Regions from separate parts of the Mus musculus genome. Here region 2 is linked to region 1. A link is a contact called in public promoter capture Hi-C data. All regions are on one chromosome and are shown on one strand. The core of a region is the stretch at or near the end of the contact, and the rest is flanking DNA. Distances in the headings are between cores, read along the strand shown.

Region 1 (3,620 bases), core at 320-2,819:
GGGGGGGGGGCAAATGTCTTTATGCCTTATGGCAAATGCCACGAGGTCACTGGAGGGCTTACCAGGCTGCAGGAGCCAGAGAGACACTTGTGGAGTAGACAAGGAGGGACACATGGCTAGAAAGCAATTGAAGAGGCAGACTCTAGAATTTGGAGTCAAGTTTGGTGAATGGTAGGAGCCAGCAGAAATAAATGATACATACATACCTTAGAGAGCCAGATCCACAGCTTGGTTCAGAGCTGCCGAGTCCCTCAGAGGGAACTCACTTATGTCAATCCCGGGTTATGGGCATCAGATAAATGAAAAAAGAAAAAGAGGTATGCTTAAACTGTGAGGCCGAGAACAGTCAGAGGCATGGAAGGGTCTAGACTGAACGGAGCCATGAGTGGAGAGTGAGTGTGGGGGGAGAGAGTGAAAGAGGAGAGGGAGTTTCGTGACCAAGAAGGTAAACACATATAGTTAGTATATCAAAAGATATGTTTTATTATGCTGAGGGTCATCACACAAAATTCAAACTCTATGTTTCCAACTATCTCCCCAGTGCTGTTCACCTGGGTGATGTATCTTAGCTGAATGTAAAAGTGTTGGAGGTCCAGAACAGAAGTCTCTGATTCGATCTTCAGGATCCTGGGCGGAGAATCTCTATCCATAGGGCAGATCAAGATGGTGCCTCTCCAAATGTGCAGAGCAAAGCATTGCTCTAGGTCTCTGCGTGTATTACTGTCCAGTGGGGTTCTAAGACTGTATCTGGTTATTATGAGGGAGTGATGTCTCTGAGTTCTGGTTATCAGGTGTAGCCTTGGGTGGAGCAGGAGTCCTAAGCTAATTATTTTTTACATGTCTAAAAGGCATTTTAATATGCTAATTATAGGGAGCAAAAAGAGGAGCCAAAGATGGAGAGATCAAAAGTGTGGGAACCAGGAGACCTCGTAGCCAATATGTATGAGTTTATGTTGAAAGGAAAAGCTGGGGAAAGGAGAGGTTCCGGTTAGGGAGTGGGATGCTGGGAGAGCTAGCCAACATTTACCCGGATATGTTAACAGGCACCTTAGCCATTTGTCCTGGGTTTCTTTGAGACCTAACACTGACAGCTATTAAATAAAAAATCAGTTTTTAAAAGATGGGTGTGATAGTTCATACCTTTAATCCCAGCATTTGAGAAGCAGAGGCAGGTGGTCATCTGTAAATTCCAGGCCAGACAGAGTTATATAGTGTGTGGGGGATTGGAGGTGGGGCGATTAGATTTATTTATTTACGGGGTTCTGGGAATCCAACTCGTATCATCATGATTGGCGGCAAAGCGCCTTTATCTGCTGAGCCATTCTGCCCGCATGATTAGAACTTTTTGAACTGTACAACATGGACATCGCTAGTCTTCCAGACTTGGCAGTGTCAAAGCCAGCTTCAATCTTGGCTTACAAGAGGACTTTCCCATTGGCCACCACCCTGAAAGGACTGGGATGGACTGCGCAGCCTCACTCGAGTTCGAGGCCTCGCCCCTTGGCGCTGAGTTCTGACAGCGGCTGCGTAAGCCGCTGAGAGTTCTGGGAATTGTAGTTCCATTGAGCTGATAACCCCCTACTTCCGGGTTTAGCCGGCAGTGCAGCCATTTGTGTGAGTGTGTGTGTGTGTTTGTATGTGTTTGTGTGTGTGCGTGCGTGCGTGTGAGTGTGTGTGTGTGTATGTGTGTGAAGGCGTCTTCTATGGCTCAGCTTTGTGGCTGGGCTCAGTCTACACGGAGCGACCTGGCGGATGCTGACTCGAAGTGGAAGCCAGACCCCCGCCACTCGAGTCATGCCGGGTGTGCTTCAGGATCGGGGCAGGAAGCGGTGAGCACAGTTTCGTTCTGACGCTGAGTCGTGAGTGGCTCAGACCCGCCCCGGTCCTCACCACGGGCTCACGGACGTCCAGGTTGGTGTTAGATGTGGGACGCTTACAGTGGTCGATGTGCGCATGCGCAGGGTCTAGGCGGGAATCTGGACGCGTTGGTGTCAGTGACTTGGGGTTCCTGTGCCTCAGAATAGGACTCAGGGTCTCGGGAGGCTGTAAAGAGTGCACAGTTGTGCGCATGCGCGGATGGTTGGTTTTGTGTGGTGGGACTGTGGGACCGAGGATGTCCAAAAGGATGGAAAACAGGGCCTAGGCAAAGGGCAGATAATTGAAAGGCCCGAGGGGACACTAAGGTGCCTTGCGTTTTAGACAAAAAAGTTTTAAAAGAGGTATTATCGCCACAGAGAGACATTGTGGCGGGGCCTCTAAGGTGACAGGGTGTGTCACCAACAGCTCCTAATAACTGACTCTGGTGGCCCTAGGTGCATATGCAGAATCAGCTCTGAGGGTAGGGAGAGACCCTGAGGGTAGGTGCAGAGGTGGGTGTGACCTGAGCAGTTTCCTCTGTGTACGTACAAAAGTACCAGGAACTCCCCTCCTCCCCTGCGTATTTAGTGGAGAGCCTTCCAATGCACAGACTCTTTTTCCCAAAGAGAGGAACCATGCCACTGTTTCTGTACTAGATCTAAGCCCACACTGTATTCGTGAGCAAGTGTTGGTGTCGGAATCACCAGCCTACGTTCTGAAGACGTGGTTCTCCTACCTGGGCAGACACTGTTCTTGCAAGCCTGGGGGTGTCCTGTTTGTTGGAGATGTATGTGGCTTCTGTTCCTAGACCAGGCATGACAGCCAAGCAGAGCAGTGGCCGCTGTTTAGCCCAGTGAGCCAGTGGGTTTATTGTTGTTCCCTACGGAAGTATGAGTGAAGGGTTTCTTACAGGAGCAGGATGAGTCAGCTATGGCACTGAAAAGCCCACGGGAGTGATGACTCAGGGAAGCTGCGTCTCTGGAGGTGCCTACAAGACTCCAAAGCAGCTCATCTGGGCAGGGTACCTCCTCCTCAGCCTTCGCTGTTGCATGTATAATCTTAAGGAAGGGTGTGTGTGTGTATCTTTAAAGTTTCAGCTTCTGAGATCTTTTAAGTTTTGTTTGCTTCCTGAGTCTTAGGAGCCTCCCTTCTCCTTCTAGGAGGGAGCATTTCGATTCGGAGGAAATGGGTTCACACTAGAGCAGCCTGGAGGTCCTGGTTCTTGAACCAGGAGACCCAGTATTGTTTTCAGTTAATCAGTCCTTTCGACAGTCAAGTACCAGATGGAGGGTGTTAGGCAAGGGCCTAACAGAGGATTCTAGGCAGAAGGCCCTGTGCATGTCAGTGTATTCAATTAGAGAATCTGGAACTGGCACCTGAAACCTGAACACCTTAGAGTTCTTAGATGTTCAAGTTGGGTAGAAACTCCAGCTTGGAGGTAAGGAACCTATGCTTTAAAAGGCTGCCTTCTGGTTGGCAACTGGCTGGGAGAAGGCAGATGCTGTAAGCATCTTTACAGAGTATGTGTTGCTAGGATCTTTGCTGTGGCCTGTTCTGCCTTGAAGCAAGAGAATGCCTGCATTTATAGGAGAGCGGGGTGGAAGACAGGTCCCTTGGCTCTAGCCTAAGTTTGAGGACACCTTGGGAGCCAAGTGTTGAGGACCTAGGACTGGTTCTGGAGCTCCGTGCTCAGACTTAGGTAATGGTGTATTTTAACTACAGCTCTGCAGACATGCAGAACTGGTGGCCTCAGGACCATTGTG
Region 2 (3,620 bases), core at 611-3,110, 160 kb after region 1:
GTTAAATGTTCTGTCCATATACACACAATATATATAGAAGCATTTTATTTATATATATAGTGTTCCACTGATATATACATAATAACTTTAAAACAAAAATTCAATTAAGTGAAAGTTTCAAGAAAACTATTTTTAATCACTTACCAAGGTACCCAAAAAAATTTTAAAGTGTCCAGTTTAGGCCAGAATACAGAGAATCAGGGATACCTGGTGACTACAAATTACGTGTGAAAATCACCACTGTTGTTAACAAAACAAGCGTCTAGTCCCTGGAGCTGAGGGTACTGTGTAGCTGGGGAGCTTGGCTGAACTCCATGTAAAATACCCGTGCATTTGTATTCATGCTGCAGTTTCCTGAATCATGGCTCCTGGGTGCTCAGCGGTGTCTAATAAATGCGCTGAGTTTCAGGGCTGCTGGGGAGTCTCCATCAGAGCACACAGCTCATTCGATCCCAGCTTGTCTGTACACATGTCTGTGTGTCTGTCCTTTCTTCATTCCTTCATCATCTGAGTTGGGTCAACCACAGAAGCTGTGCGGAAGCCAGACGCTCCCTGGTTGTTCAGGATATGAATGCTCAGGAAGTCCAATGCAGGAAGTGAGGGTGAGCAGTTTTCTGTGTGCATGTGTGTATACATGTGTGCATGCATGTGAGTGTACATATGTACACAAGGGTACACATGTATGTACAGGCTACAGCCCAACCTCTGGTGTCCTTCCTCAGGTGCTGTCTAGGGTTTTTGTTTGTTTTGGGAACAGGGTCCTTCCGTGGCCTGGACCTTGTCAAATAGGCTATGGTGGCTGCAGAGCACTTGCTCAGCATGCAGGGGTCCTGTTTCCAATCCCTAGCACTGTGGGGATGGGGGAAGCAACCCGACTTACCTGTAACTTGGTCATTGTTCTCTTCTCTTTGAGACAAGGCAGGGCTCTGGGAAGCAAGCTGGGGGAGGAAGGGCTTCGTGAGAACACTGCTAGGACAGTTGTTCCACATGGCTTCCTCAGCTTCTCCATCAGCCCCAAGGGCTGTGCGCGCTGACCAGGCTTTTCTACTAAGCTCCCGGGTTACCAGACTCACCACATTCTCTGTTTCTGGAAGCTTCAGGAATACTGGGTACTCCTACCTTCACAAAGCCGCCTGTGGTGATGGGTTTTCTAGAAAAGCAATTCTTTAAGCTCTGAACTCTCTAATGAACGCTGTCAAAACTGACCGTCACTCTCAGACGGGCCTGTTAATTTGATGGCTATTTTACACATACTTGTTTCTATACACGGGAGTGAAATCCCTCCCCCTTCCCAGTCCTCTGTCTCTACCACTAAAAGGTTGACATTCTAGTGAAGGTCGCTCACCTGAAAAAGCCTCCAAAAAGTCTCCATTCCCGCGTGCATGAAATAAGGACCAACAAAAACCTGAACCCTTTCTTTAAAAGGGAGTTTTTGCCCCTGCGATATGGCTCAAGGAGTACATGTACTGTGGTGGAGCCTGGTCAGCTGAATTCGAGTCTCTGGACCCCACATGGTGGAGGAGTGACTCTACTCCCACTTTTTATAAGCTGTGGCACGCCCCACTCTTTAAGTAAATAAACAAATAAATAAATGCAAAAAAAAAAGTCACATCAAAACCAGAGTTGCGTACCACTTAAGGCTTTAGGACACTGGCCATCTGTCACCACAGCTCCTCTACCAGGCTCCCATGGGAAGCTAGACTCTCCCCGGGGCTCCAGGAGCAGCTGAGATGGGTCCAGGAATCCCTGGCAGCGCCACCTCAGGAAGAGCCCAGCTAGAGAGAACCGGTCGCCGCCGCAGCCACCACCACTGCCTGCTTCTCCCGGTCCACAGACTCTGTCCCCACGGGACACTCAGGGAACACGGCGGCACCTGAAGGGGCGCGGGACCCTCCACGTCTCCCCTCCCTGGCACACCCGGAGGTAACCATGCCTCCCGGAGCGGAAGCGACCTCGACCTACACAGGCGCCGGAACTACAGTTCCCAGAATGCGTCAGCAAAAGTGCCTGGCTTTGGAGCACATCTAGGACACCATCAGAAACCTTCCTTAGAAAGGTTACACCCATTTGAGGGATGGAGCCATCCTCACATCTCAACATTTTAAACCGTGAAATCTTTCTGTCCAAAGGAAAAACAGGGACAAAAAAATGGAGCAGAGACTGAAGGAAAGACCGCCCCACCTAGGGATCCATCCCACCTGCAGACACCAAATCCCCACAATATTTCTGATGATAAGAAGTACTTACTAATAGGAGCCTGGTTTGGCTGTTTCCTGAGAGGTTCTACCAACACCTGCAAATACAGCCAGCCGTCGAACTGGCCCCGGGGACCCCAATGGAAAAGCAAGGGGAAGGACTGAAGTAGCTGAAGGGGTTTGCAACCCCATAAGAAGAACAATATCAACTAACTGGACCACCCAGAGCTCCCAGGGACTAAACCACCAACCAAAGAGTACACATGGAGGGACCCATGGCTCTAGATACATATGTATTAGAGGATGGCCCCATCTGACATCAGTGGGAGAAGAGGGAGGCTTGATGCCCCAGAGTAGGGGATGTCAGAGGGGGAAGGCAGAGTGGGTGAATAGGTGGAGGAGCACCGTCATAGAGGCAAACAACACCCTCATGAACAACAACTATAGATACTGTTTTCTTTTCTTTTCTTTTTTTGTTTTTGTTTTGTTTTCTTTGTTGTTTTTGTTTTTTTTTTTTCCTAAACAGTTTCTCTGTGTAGCCCTGGCTGTCCTGGAACTCCCTGTGTAGACCAGCTATCCTCGAACTCATAGATCTGCCTGCCTCTGCCTCCCAAGTGTTGGAATTAAAGGGGTAGGCCACCATGACCAGCTGTGGATACTTTTTTAAAACATTGAAGTCCCATATTATACTGTATTATAAAAGCTAAAACTTACTTCACAACTATAAGAACTCGATTCCACAGCAAAGTCAGAGTCCCTACATAGAATCCCCCAGTGAGGGGCTGGAGGAATGACCTAGTGGTCAAACACAGAGTATCTGAGTCAACATTCTATTGCTGTGAAGAGACACCACCTAGGCACTTCTCTCTGCCTCCCTCTCTACTTACCCCACCTCCCCTATACCCTTTCTCCCTCTGTCTCTTTTTCAATAATTTATTGGTTTTTTAATTCACTTTACATCCCAATCACAGCCCCCTCCCTCCTCTCAGCACAATTCTACCCTTACAAATCCCTCCTCCCTCACTGCCCCCCTTTTGTATCACCCTGCCCTGGGATATCTAGTGCCAGCAGAACTAGGCACATCCTCGCCCACTGCAGCCCAACAAGACAGACAGGTAGTGGGAAGGTAATCCAATGGTAGGCAGCAGAGTCAGAGATAGCTCTCTCTCTACTTATTAGGGGACCCACATGAAGACCAAAGTGCACATTTATTACAAATGTGTAGGGGGGGTCTAGGTCCAGCTCGTGCATGCTCCCTGGTTGGTGATCCAGGTTCTGTGAGTCCCCATGGACCCAGGTTTGTTGACTTTGTAGGTTTTCTTGTGGTGTCGCTGACCCCCGGGGCTTGCTAACATCTATCTCTAACTCTTCCATAAGACTCCCTGAACATTGCCTGATGTTTGGCTATGAGTGTGCGCATCTGCC

What was found. Capture Hi-C pulls out chosen DNA fragments and counts their contacts.
Region 2: a contact with region 1 is called in a promoter capture Hi-C map of liver. The contact joins the promoter of Zfp109 here to the promoter of Zfp180 in region 1. A contact is called at or near these places in 1 of 39 promoter capture datasets (liver), 3 of 484 Hi-C or Micro-C datasets (embryonic stem cells and nephron progenitors), 2 of 115 datasets of contacts at active chromatin or transcription factors (bone marrow-derived macrophages and embryonic stem cells) and 3 of 9 other capture datasets (adipose tissue, liver and pancreatic islet).

The regions. Positions count from the first base shown.
Region 1 is chr7:24,080,328-24,083,947 of GRCm38.p6, forward strand. It overlaps Zfp180 (zinc finger protein 180), which reads left to right and starts at 1,570. Exons shown (of 5, transcript NM_001045486.2): 1 at 1,570-1,911.
Region 2 is chr7:24,235,738-24,239,357 of GRCm38.p6, forward strand. Zfp109 (zinc finger protein 109) reads right to left here and starts at 1,861. Exons shown (of 4, transcript NM_020262.3): 1 at 1,346-1,861; 2 at 881-938. The coding sequence starts at 895.